2 separate regions of the Pan troglodytes genome follow, and region 2 is linked to region 1. A link is a contact called in public Hi-C data. All regions are on one chromosome and are shown on one strand. The core of a region is the stretch at or near the end of the contact, and the rest is flanking DNA. Distances in the headings are between cores, read along the strand shown.

Region 1 (6,036 bases), core at 2,255-4,754:
CCTGTGATCCCAGCATTTTGGGAGGCTGAGGCAGGTGGATCGTTTGAACTCAGTGACCAGCCGGGCCAACATGACAAAACCCTGTCTCTACAAAAAATACAAAAAATAGCCAGGTGTGGTGGATTTGTGCCTATAGTCCTAGCTATTCGGGAGGCTAAGGTAGGAGCATCACCTGAGCCTGGGGAGGTTGAGGCTATAGTGAGCCATGATTGTGCCACTGCACTCCAGCCTGGGCAACAGAGTGAGACCCTGTCTCAAAAAAAAAAAAAGAATCATAAGGGTTTTGTTTAAGAATTGCTTAAGATGTTTTTCAGGTCCCTGAATTCCAGTGAAACAGCTGATGCCAAGCAGTTTGAAGACCTCCACAGAGGAATGAAAGCAACATAAGAATAGTTTCTTCATTTCCTTGTCCCATGACTTCATGCACTCTTTGCCTAATCAACGATCTCCACACTTCAGCCCTCTCCAAAACCCTTAAAAACCCTAGCCCCAGGCCAGGCGAAGTGGCTTACACCTGAAATCCCAGCACTTTGGGAGGCCAAGGTGGGAGGATTGCTGGAGCCCAGGAGACCAGTCTAGGCAACAAAGTGAGACCCTGTCTCTATTAAAAAAAAAAAAATTTAACCAGTCATGGGCACACGCCTGTGATACTAGCTGTATGGGAGCCTGAGGCAGAGGATTGTTTGAGCCCAGGAGGTCGAGCTCCAGCGAGCCATTTTTGCGCCACTGCACTCCAGCCTGGGTAACAGAGAGAGACCCTGTCTCAAAAAAACAAAAAACAAACAACAAAAAACCCCCAGCCCCTGACTCCCTGGGGAGATAGATTTGAGGTTTCCTCCCTGTCTTCTCATTCAGTGGCCCTGTATTAAACCTCTTTCTCTGCTGCAACCCCGTGTCTGGGTGTATTGATTTGACAGGAGTGTCGGGCAATTAACCTATTACAGTTACGCTTAGAGTAAAAAATGATTCATTATTTGTCTAAAATTCAAATTAGATATGCATCCTGCATTTCATTTCTCAGTCTGGCACCCTGCTGGTCTGGCATCCAGTTCAGAGCCCTTGCTCAGAGACAGTGACTATGACAGCAGCTAATTGAATTAGTGCATCTCAGGCACGTTTTCCTTTCTAATATGCTGTTGACTAAGCTTATGATATTTTCTCCCTCTGACTCAGTTACATCTCTAAATTGATACCAGCCCCCTTGGACATGGCCTTCACCCTAGGGAAGCCTAGGTTCCTGTATTTAACACCCTTCTCCTTTTTTAATTTTTAAAAAATGTGTTATTTTTTAAAAAATAGAGACAGGGTGTTGCTATGTTGCCCAAGCTGGTCTTGAACTCCTGAGCTCAAATGATCCTTGTCCTTTGGCCTCACAAAGTGCTGGGATTACAGAAGTGAGCCACTGCACCCAGCCCTGTATTTAACACACATCTAGAAAATTTGGAGCACAGACAGATTGAGAACACTTTCCTCTTTTGCATACAGTTTCAGGGTATTCCCAGATCTCACGAAGCCCAGGCATGGATTGCCCCTGACATAACTTCTTATCCAACCCCCCGCTTTTCAGAATAGAAAACCCAGGCCCAGAAAGAAGGTGACTTGCTCAGGTCAATAGCAAATGACTGTGAGCTAGTCAACTCCATGTATTTATTTATTTGGCTTAGATTTATATGAACTAGTTTAAACCTGATAGTAATAAAAAAATTCACTGGCCCTACAAATGCTTAATTACATTTAAAGTAATACAACTTATGAACAAATGAACTGTAAAAAGATATTTTTGGCCGGGCGTGATGGCTCACGTCTGTAATCCTAGCACTTTGGGAGGCCGAGACAGGAGGATCACTTGAGTCCAGGAGTTCCAAACCAGCCTGGTCAACATGGTGAAACCCCATCTCTACAAAAGATAAAAAATTAGCTGGGCATGGTGGCACGTGCCTGTAGTCCCAGGCTGAGGTGGGAGGATCACCTGAGCCTGGAGAGGTTGAGGCTGCAGTGAGCCATGATCGTGCCACTGTACTCCAGCCTGGGCAGTAGAGTGAGACCCCCACCTCACAAAAAAAAAAAAAAAAAAAGATTTTTTTGAACTTTTGGGAGAAAGTAAAAATGATCTATAGAACAAGTTCTCTCGCTAGTTTTATTGGTTGTATTAGCTTCCTGTTGCTGCTATAATTACCACAAACAGAGTGAGTGACTTCCAGCAACAGAAACTTATTATCATACAATTCTGGTGGGTAGAAGTCTGAAATTCAGTCACTGGACTAACATCAATGTATTGGCTGAACTGTGCTTCTTCTGGAGGCCCTAGGGGAGCATCCATTTCCCTGCCTTTTCCAGCTTCAAGAGGCCGCCTGCATTCCTTGGCTGCTGGCCCCACATCACTCTGACCTTTGCTTCTCTAGTCACATCTCCTCTGACTCTGACCCTCTTGCCTCCACAGAACCTTTGTGATTACATTGGCACTACCTGGGTTATCCAGAATACTTTCCCATCTTAAGATCTATATCTGAAAAGTCCCTTTCATCACATTAGGCAACTTATTCCTGGGCTTTGGGAATTAAGGCATGGGCATCTTCGGGAGGCCATCATTCTTCCTACCACAGTTGTGATGAGGTATCGTGATTACAGGTTTTGAAAAAAGTCCTTAGCTGTTAGTGAACTGATTATAGGTGAAATTATTTGCTTTAAAATCCTCTAGACCAGGCACAGAGCTCATGTCTGAAATCCTAGCACTTCAGGAGGCTTAAGTGGGAAGATCACTTGAGTCCAGGGGTTCCAGACCAGCCTGGGCAACATGGCAAAACCCCATCTTTACAAAAGCAAAACAAAGATTAGCCGGGCATTGTGGCACGGATCTGTAGTCTCAGTTACTTGGGAGGCTGAGGTGGGAGAATCACCAGAGCCTGGGGAGGTTGAGGCCTCAGTTAAGCATGATCCTAGGTGACAGAGTGAGACCCTGGCACTCCAGCCTGGGCAACAAAGTGATAGCATGTCTCAAAAAAAAAAAAAAAAAAAAAAGAAAGTAAGAATGAAAGAAGAAGAAAATTGAAAGGATGGGTTGCCCCTCCACACCTGTGGGCATTTCTTGTTAGGTGAAACGAGAGACTTAGAAAAGAAAGAGATGCAGAGACAAAAAATGAGACAAAAAAATGAGAGACAAAAAAGAAAGAGACACAGAGAAAGAAAAATGGGCCCAGGGGACCGGCGCTCAGCATATGGAGGACCCGTGCGGGCCCTGGCCTCTGAGTTCCCTTAGTATTTATTGATCATTATTGGGCATCTCCCAGAGAGGGGGTGTGGCAGGACAATAGGATAATAGTGGAGAGAAGGTCAGAAGGTAAACATGTGAACAAATGTCTCTGCATCATAAACAAGGTAAAGAAAAAAGTGCTGTGCTTTTGATGTGCATATACATAAACATCTCAATGCTTTAGAGAGCAGTATTGCTGCCAGCATGTCCCACCTCCAGCCCTAAGGCGGTTTTCCCCTGTCTCAGTAGATGGAATATACAATCCGGCTTTACACTGAGATATTCCATTGCCCAGGGACGAGCAGGAGACAGATGCCTTCCTCTTATCTCAACTGCAAAGAGGCGTTCCTTCCTCTTTTACTAATCCTCCTCAGCACAGACCCTTTACGGGTGTCGGGCTGGGGGACGGTCAGGTCTTGGCCATATTTCAGACTATCACAAGGAGAGAAACCTTGGACAATACCTGGCTTTCCTAGGCAGAGGTCTCTGCGGCCTTCCGCAGTGTACTGTGTCTCTGAGTATTGGAAGTTAGGGAGTGGTGATGACTCTTAACAAGCATGCAGCCTTCAAGCATTTGTTTAACAAAGCACATCCTGCAGAGCCCTTAATCCATTTAACCCTGAGTTGACACAGCACACGTCTCAGGGAGCACAGGGTTGGGGGTAGGGTTACAGATTAACAGTATCTCAAGGCAGAAGAATTTTTCTTAGTACAGAACAAAATGGAGTCTCTTATGTCTACTTTCTACGCAGACACAGTAACAATCTGATCTCTCTTTTCCCCACAAAAATAGAGAGGGGGAAAAAAACCCTTAGAAGACATAAATGGCAGAAAGTTGATGATTAGTTTTTTTGTTGTTTTTCTGCCTTTTTTTTTTTTTTTAGATGGAGTCTTGCTCTGATGCCCAGGCTGGAGTGCAGTGGCGTGATCTAGTCTCACTGCAACCTCTACCTCCTGGGTTCAAGCAATTCTCCTGACTCAGCCTCCCAAGTAGCTGGGATTACAGGCGCGTGCCACCACACTCAGCTAATTTTGTATTTTCAGTAGAGACGGGGTTTCACCATGTTGGCCAGGCTGGTCTCAAACTCCCCACCTCAGATGATCTGTCTGCTTTGGCCTCCCAAAGTGCTGGGGTTACAGGCATGAGCCACCGTGCCCGGCCAGTGATTGTTAAAGCTGAGCTATGTGTACATGGAGGCTCATTGTACTATGTCCTCCAATTTTTTGCATATTTGAAATTTTCCATTATATAAAGTTAAGCATTATAGATCTTTATGTTGTGGTACTGGTCCATGGACAGATGAGTAACTGTGAAAGAATAGGAAGTCCAGAAATGCACCCTAACACAAGCAGAAATTTAATAAATACAATACAAACGTGGCATTTCAAATCAGTGGGGATTATTTAAATGTTATTGGGACAACTGGGTAGATATCTGTGAAAAATAAGTTTAGAGGCTGGGTGCGGTGGCTCATGCCTGTAATCCCAGCACTTTGGGAGGCCGAGGCAGGCAGATGGCCTGAGGTCAGGAGTTCAAGACCAGCCTGGACAACATAGTGAAACCCCATCTCTATTAAAATACAAAAATTAGCTGGGCATGGTGGCATGCGCCTGTAGTCCCAGCTATCCCAGCTCCTCGGGAGGCTGAGGCAGGAGAAATGCTTGAACCTGGGAGGCGGAGGTTGCAGTGAGCCGAGTTTGTGCCACTGCACTCCAGCTTGGGCGACAGAGCAAGACTCTGTCTCAAGGAAAAAAAAAAAGTTTAGATTCCCACCTTTTACCTTACACCAAAATAAATTCCAGCTGGACAAAAGATGTGACTGGAATAAAAAAATTAAATTGTGAAATCTCTAGAAAGGAATGTGGAAGAGCCATTTTGAAGACATTATAATAGTTCTGGAGTAGGAAAGGTCTTCTGCGTGTGATAAAAAAAACTTGCATGGGGAAAAAAGCATAAATAAAATAAAAGATATATGACAATCTGTGAAAAATATTTGCAGTTCACACCACAGACACAGGTCGAATTTCCTTGACATATGAAGAAGTCTGTATGGCGTAGCCATACAATGGAACATCATGCAACAATAAAAAAGAATGAAGTACTGATACATGGTACAACATAGATGAAACTTTATTTATTTATTTATTTATTTATTTATTTATTTGGAAATGGCATCTTGCTCTGCTGCCCAGGATGGAATGCAGTGGCGTGATTTTGGCTCACCGCAACCTCCACCTTCGGGTTCAAGCAGTTCTCTTCCCCTAGCCTCCTGAGTAGCTGGGACTACAGGCGCATGCCGCCATGCCCAGCTAATTTTTTGCATTTTAGTAGAGATGGGGTTTCACCGGGTTGCCCAGGCTGGTAACTCCTGAGCTCAGGCCCTGCCTGCCTCAACCTCCCAAAGTGCTAGGATGACAGGCATGAGCCACTTTGCCCGGCCAGATGAACCTTGAAGCCATTATGTGAAGTGAAAGAAGCCAGCCACAAATGACCACATATTGTATAATTCCATTTATATGAAATGTTCAGAATAGGCAAAACTATGGAGACAGAGAGTTGATTAGTGGTTGCTTAGGTGTGGGGGTGTTTGGTGGGGGAGGCATGGAGGTGTATGGTATATGCATGGTGGGGGTGATTGCTAATGGGTACTGGATTTCTTTTGAAAGGGAGACAAAATGTTCTAAAATTAGATTGTGATGACAGTTGCATGGCCCTGTAAACATACGAAAACCACTGAATTGTACATTTCATATGGGTGAATTTTATGGTATGTGGACTGTATCTT
Region 2 (6,036 bases), core at 1,845-4,344, 140 kb after region 1:
AGTATATGGAAAGGTACAGACATAGATGCTCTAAGACTCAAAGATGGAGTGATGAGCTGGGGCCATCTTCCACTGAACTTCCGTTCTTATTGAGCTCTGAGCTGAAGAGGATTCCTGTCTCCTGCCAGGCCTTACAGGAGAAGAGTGCGCATCAGCCCCTCACTGGGTCTGGGAGCCAGGAGTTCAGCTCTGCCTGGGTTCAGCCCTTGCCCTGCAGAGAGTGAAGCAGAAGAGAGAAGCAAAAGCTCCTGCCTCCAACCCCCTAGGAAGGAAAGTTGTTTTGCTTGCTTAGCAAATTGTCTCTGGGGTGCACTTTCTTTTTTAATTTGCTTTTTATTTATTGTTAACGTAGTATGACACCAATAAAATAAAATTTTAAGAAATCAGTTCCTTAGCACCCAACGACCCTAACATAAATTTTCATTTTCTATTTTCTTTTGCCGTCTTTTCCCCTAGGCAAGCTTTATTTTATAATATTGTAGACATACATAGATACAATTTTATTCTGTGCTCTTTTCCATTAGGCATAAATGCTTTTTCTTGTTGCTACATAGTCTGTGTAATTATCATTTTGATGGCGCGTAATTGCATTGAGTTCTGATTTACTAAACCATCTCCTCATGGCTGGACATTAACATTCTTTCCAGGGGTTTATTTATTTATTTGTTACTATACATAATTTTGTAATAAACACCCTCATCTATTATTTTTTTCATTTTTTGAATTTTTTTTTAGTTTAGACATCCAGGTTCTCCTTGGAGGTTTTAGGTGGATAGAACTGTCCGCTCCAAGAATTTGAACTACGCAATCATTAAAATGATAATTATACTGAGTATGTAGCAACATGGAAAAACCTTTATGCCTCATAGGGGAAACTGCACAAAATAAGAAACCTGGGCTTTGGAATATCCTTAACCCAAATCAATGATAAAAGATGGAGCCCTGTGACACATCACTAGAGACCTCCCTCTAAGTTGACATGACTCCATAAAGGTCTCTTCGCATGTGATTTTTCAATAGGCAGCTCTGCCCTGTGTTATCATACAATCCATTCTCTCCATCCTCCCACGGACAGTATTATGTGAGAACTTCCGAGATGGACTGTGCTGACAGACGCCACAGCACTGCTGGCCCTGCAGCCCGAAGGCTAGGTTGCATCTCCTGCTGGGTGTGCAGTGGATCCTAGCCCCAAGTCTCCTCCACCTGCACTGCTGCCCAGAGGGTGCCATCCTGGAGGGAGAGATGCAGCAGTTCTCATCACTCCTGTGACAGGTCATCAGTTCATCTGGCCACCCCAGCAAATGCAGGGATTCACGGGGCATTTTCCACTTCTCCCCTTGCTCTTGCAGGAGCAAGCTTGTTCCTGGACTGTCAGCCTGGGCTTGTTTGCTAGCCTGGGAGTATGACACCCCATGTGTATTTTTTCCATTGCAATGCAGCGTTTTCCTGGAAAACATTCCAGGGAAGGAGCTCAGGTTTGAGGGTCACACAGACCTGGGATCAAATTCCTGCCTTTCCTCTTATTTGGTTAAGTAATTTAACCTCCTCACCCCTCAGTTTTCTTAATCTATACAATGGACTTACTGCTATTGACTGCTTGGTTTCTTGTAAGGGATTAATGGACAAATAGATGTGAATTTGGCTGACACAGCACCTGATATACAGTAAATATTTAACAAGCACCAGTTTCCTGCCTTCCTTTCTGCCCTTCTTGGACCCGAGGGAAGGTATAGATAAGGTGTGGTGCCCAGAGGTCTGGGTACTTAATAAATGCCAAGGTAAATCATGGCTGGCTGGCAGGGCCCTTAGCAGGCAAGGGCAGCCTGATACTATTGGGGCAAAGTCCCCAGGATACAGGAGAGAGAAGAACAGAAAGCTGGGGGTTTCAAAAATCCAATAGTCCAAAATGTCAAGGACTGAAACATTAAAAGGCCTTTGAGTTGCTTAGGTTTAGACTCCGTTGTTTAAAGAGTCACTGAGCGTGGGGCAGTGGGTGGGCAGGGGGAGAGGCGGCTATTGGTGAGAGGAGGCTGCAGTGCGAGTCCATTTCTGTTTATATCAGTGGATTCAAAGTGAGGGACAAAATAGATCAATTGTTGCTTAGATGTGTTTGATAAAAGAGAAACTGTTATCTTGATGCAAAGATCTACAGCCTGCAGAGTTCACAGGGAACATGGTTCCCAGCGTGCCCTGGGCTGGGTGTCCCCAAACAGCTGCAAAGCAGCCCTGACACCATCTGAGAACCTCTGGCGGCTTACAAACAGGAAGGCTGCTTGTAAACAGTAGGCCGGAACCAGGAGGGTCGTGGAGGCACAGCGGGGCCCTGCCACTCCAAGCGGAACCCAGCCTGCTCCCATGAGAAGCAGAGGAGCGAATGTTCTAGGCAGTTTTCTAAGCTTCCGCTGCCTGGTCTGCCCTTGAGTGGGTGACTTCATCCTGTTAGTTACAGTCTCTTGCTTTGAACTAACTGCCTGTAAAGTACAGGTACAGATTGTGTTTTAAAGGGTTTTCATATTGGTTGTTCAGAACTTTGTTTGTGTTTTCCGTGGGAAAACGTATAAACTGTGTTTAAGTTCCCAGCCTGAGCCACAAGCATTGAGTCTACTCATAGTACAACAGCATTAAAATTGAGAAAATAACCTTGCGCCCAGACCTGGAGCCCTATTGCGCCTGGGACCTTCCCGCCCTGAAAAATGGAGTTGAAATGGCTGTGAAATCCCTTCCCTCCTCCTCTCTGGCCCAAGAGCGTATGCGGTCCTCCCCTATCTTTCTGTTCTTTTGTCTGGGGTGGGGGTGAGGTTCACAAGAAGAGGGACTCCTACGTCTTCCTTCTGTTCCCTCTGCCTCCGTCTCCTGCATGTCTGCTTCGCTTCACATTCACCCAAACAAAACTCTCGGCCTCTTCACTGACATCTGCAAAAATTCCACTCATGTCAAGCGCTGTGTGAATTTCGGTCAGCACCACTGAAGGCTGGGGAGAGGGAGGTGGGGAGAGGAGGGAGGTGGTCTCTGTAAGGGCCCTGGCTTGTAGCATTTGCATCCGCTGCTGCCTCTCCCCTCCCTCTTCCCCCTGCCCTCCTCAGCCTCTATCCTGGAGTGCCTGTAGGGGCCCCATTCTCTCTGTACTGGGCACCAGCTCCTGCCTCCACCCAGGCCTGTTCAGAGCAGAGGGGCGTCCCCACTCACAGGACTCACCCTCCCCCACACCAGTTGTTTTAGTGTCAATAGTAATCTTTTTCTCACTACCGTCGTAATTCGATAAAACCAGCAAAGCGGTAGAATAAAACTAGAGTCATCCATTTAACAACAGTGCTTTATTTGGGGCTCTGGGAGAAGTGGTTTTTGTCAAAAGGGCTGCGGTGGTCAATAGAAACATTTCCTAAAAAAATCTGGCAGAAATTGGAAGAGGGAAGCCAGTTGAAGGACAGGCTTGCAGGAGAGACAGCTCATCTCAGGTGGAAGTGACCATGAGCGACGAGACAGCAAGAGAGGGAGAGGTGAGAAGAGGGTGGGCCCCGGGGTGGGGGTGATGTGCTATGCCGCCTCTGCAGGGCCCGGCCACCCACGAGACAGGGGTGCTGGGGAGTGCAGAGAGAGAAAGAAGGCTTGGTGAGATCTGTGCCAAACCACTGTTTCCAGGTTGGTGGTTTGCACTGGAGTGAGGCTGGGTGTGGTCTGCGCTCCACACCACTTCTCCCCACAGCCCCCATCGCATCGCCACCCCTGTTGGGTGGCAGGCTCCGTCCAGGCAAGGATGGGGCAGCCTGGGAGTCAGCCTGACAGCATCTGGTGTCATGTCTCTGCCATTTAGTGGCCCTGGGAGTTCGATCAGGTCATTTAGTGGATGTAGTCTAAGGATTGTCCACGGAGAAACCCAGGCAGCTTATTCAGATACAGACTCTTGGGCCTTAGGCCTAGAGGTGCTGACTCGCAAAGTCTATGCTGGGGTTAAGGCATCTGAATTTTGTTTCAAATTCCCTGTGGGACTCAGACACACAGCCAATGTGTTAGCGCCTCTGTCATTCTCTAGCCTCAACTGCGGAACGAGGTGAAATGTAGGTAGGTACACAGCATGTGAGCCCCCTTCTCACCCCCTTCTCACCAGAGCCACTCTCCTTTTTTTTTTTTTTTTTTTTTGAGACAGAGTCTAACTCTGTTGCCCACGCTGGAGTGCAGTGGTGCAATCTCAGCTCACTGCAACCTTCCCGTCTCCTGGGTTCAAGGGATTCTCATGCCTCAGCCTCCTGAGTAGCTGGGATTACAGGCATGCGCCACCAAGCTCAGCTAAGTTTTGTATTTTTAGTAAAGGTGGGGTTTCAACATGTTGGCCAGGCTGGCCTTGAACTCCTGACTTCAGGTGATCCACCCGTCTCAGCCTTGCAAAGTGCTGGGATTACAGGCGTGAGCCATCGCGCCCGGCCAGAGCTGCTCTCCTTTGAGTCCCCTGGAGATTTCACGTGGAGGTGACATTCACGTCAGCCTGGCTGGCCAGCCAAGCCTCTGGCCAAAGTCAGCATCTGAAGAGCCAGAACACACATTTCTGCTGCCCTCAGGCAGGCAGGGTGAACCCCTGGACACACGCTGGCCCAGGTAACAGCTTTGCTTGGAGCTCAAAATGAACAGCTCTACCAGAGCCAGGGGTGTTGGTGGTGCTGGTGGTGCTGATGGAGGACAGGTGAAGTGGGTTGGGGGTTATTCATGGTAGCAAATGTTTATCCGGGTCCTGGTAGTGCCAGGTGTTTTGCAAATATAATCTCATTCGAGCCCCACAAAACCCTGTGAACCAGGCTATGACTTTACCCATTTTACAGATGGGGAAATGGAGAGGCTCTATGACCTACCTAAGGTCACACAGCTTGTTTTGTTGTGTTGTTATCTAGGAATTTGAATATTGTTTAATGTGTTATAAGATATTGTAGAGTTGATCACAAGCTATTAAAAATGGTAATGTACAAACGTGGATAGATATTTATCTACAATACGGGTAAGTTTTGTTTCTCCTGTAATAGACGCTGATGAACAAGTGAGGGGACAATTGATTTTTGGTTCTCTTTTTTGTTCTTTTTTGCTCGGGCAAGTTGCACTATTAAAATATTGAGATTGTATAAATATAGTCAAAAGCTGCAAGATGGGAAAATCTTGTAGATGTCAAATAAGAAGTCATTATACTAACTTTTTAGAGTCAATCTGACTCCAGAGCCTCTGCTCGCTCCACTGCCTACCCCAAATCTCCCACAACACAAGACCAGGCTTCTAGGTGGCCCCCAAAACCTCAGGCCTGCAGTCCTTTGAGCTCCACCTAGGAGAGGTAGTTAGGGCAGATGGCTCTTTGGGAAGTTTCCTCCAGGGAGTGGCAGGTACCCGTTGGCCTGGAATCTGGGGAGGACTGGTTTGGTGGGTCTGAGTCAGGTTCAAGCCACATGATCCCATGGCTGTTTAATAATATTTAACATTTTTACTGCCTTTCTTCCCTATTTGTTCCATTAGCGATCCGCCTCCAGCTGCCGGCAGGACACATCCTTAGCCTGTCCCTGCCAGCCCATCTGTCACTAGGAGACAGCTCCCATTTGAGCCTCTCTGTTTTTAGACTTCAGGAAGGTTGAGCATCTCAAACACAGGGGCTGTCCCTTTCTTATAAATAATTAGCAGGAAAGATGCCTCCAGGGCCCCAGACAATAGAGGAGGTGCATTCACCTAAATAAATTTCTCACCCTCCATGCTCCCTGGACCCCAGCGCCCCAGAAATGAAAATTTCAGTGTTCTTTCTACCTGGGGAGGGTCATACCAACCAGCTAGAGTCTCTGAGGGGTTTCAGAGTCCAAGTTAAACCCCACTGCTGCCTTCTCCTCCTTCACATTTTTATTCCCTGGAAGGGAAAGGGACGGCTTGAGGGGCGCGGGAGGAGGGGGGAGTCCTCTGGCCCTGCTTCTTTTCTCATTCCCCTGAACAGCTTTTCCCTGGATCCTCCACCACATCTCCCTCCCTTCCGGATTTGGCCTCGGCTTTGCTCCCCTCTGTCTTCTCCCTGGTTTCTCC

The links. Hi-C and Micro-C count contacts between places; a contact is called where the count stands out from the background.
Region 2: a Hi-C map of stem cell-derived neural progenitor cells shows a contact between it and region 1, with 3 times the contacts expected there. The contact joins two enhancer-like sites. A contact is called at or near these places in 3 of 7 Hi-C or Micro-C datasets (blood, induced pluripotent stem cells and stem cell-derived neural progenitor cells), 1 of 1 datasets of contacts at active chromatin or transcription factors (stem cell-derived excitatory neurons) and 1 of 1 other capture datasets (stem cell-derived neural stem cells).

The regions. Positions count from the first base shown.
Region 1 is chr12:96,103,342-96,109,377 of NHGRI_mPanTro3-v2.0_pri, forward strand. No RefSeq gene overlaps it. Among named protein-coding and RNA genes, the nearest start is that of SLC35F6, 13 kb to the left of the region's middle. Within about 2 kb of position 3,505, at least 3 of the 24 cell types and tissues checked have an H3K27ac peak or open chromatin away from gene starts, as enhancers often do. A contact at or near this core is called in stem cell-derived neural progenitor cells, where this site is marked.
Region 2 is chr12:96,246,762-96,252,797 of NHGRI_mPanTro3-v2.0_pri, forward strand. The region is part of intron 3 of CIB4 (calcium and integrin binding family member 4); the gene reads left to right. Among named protein-coding and RNA genes, the nearest start is that of CIB4, 33 kb to the left of the region's middle. Within about 2 kb of position 3,095, at least 3 of the 24 cell types and tissues checked have an H3K27ac peak or open chromatin away from gene starts, as enhancers often do. A contact at or near this core is called in stem cell-derived neural progenitor cells, where this site is marked.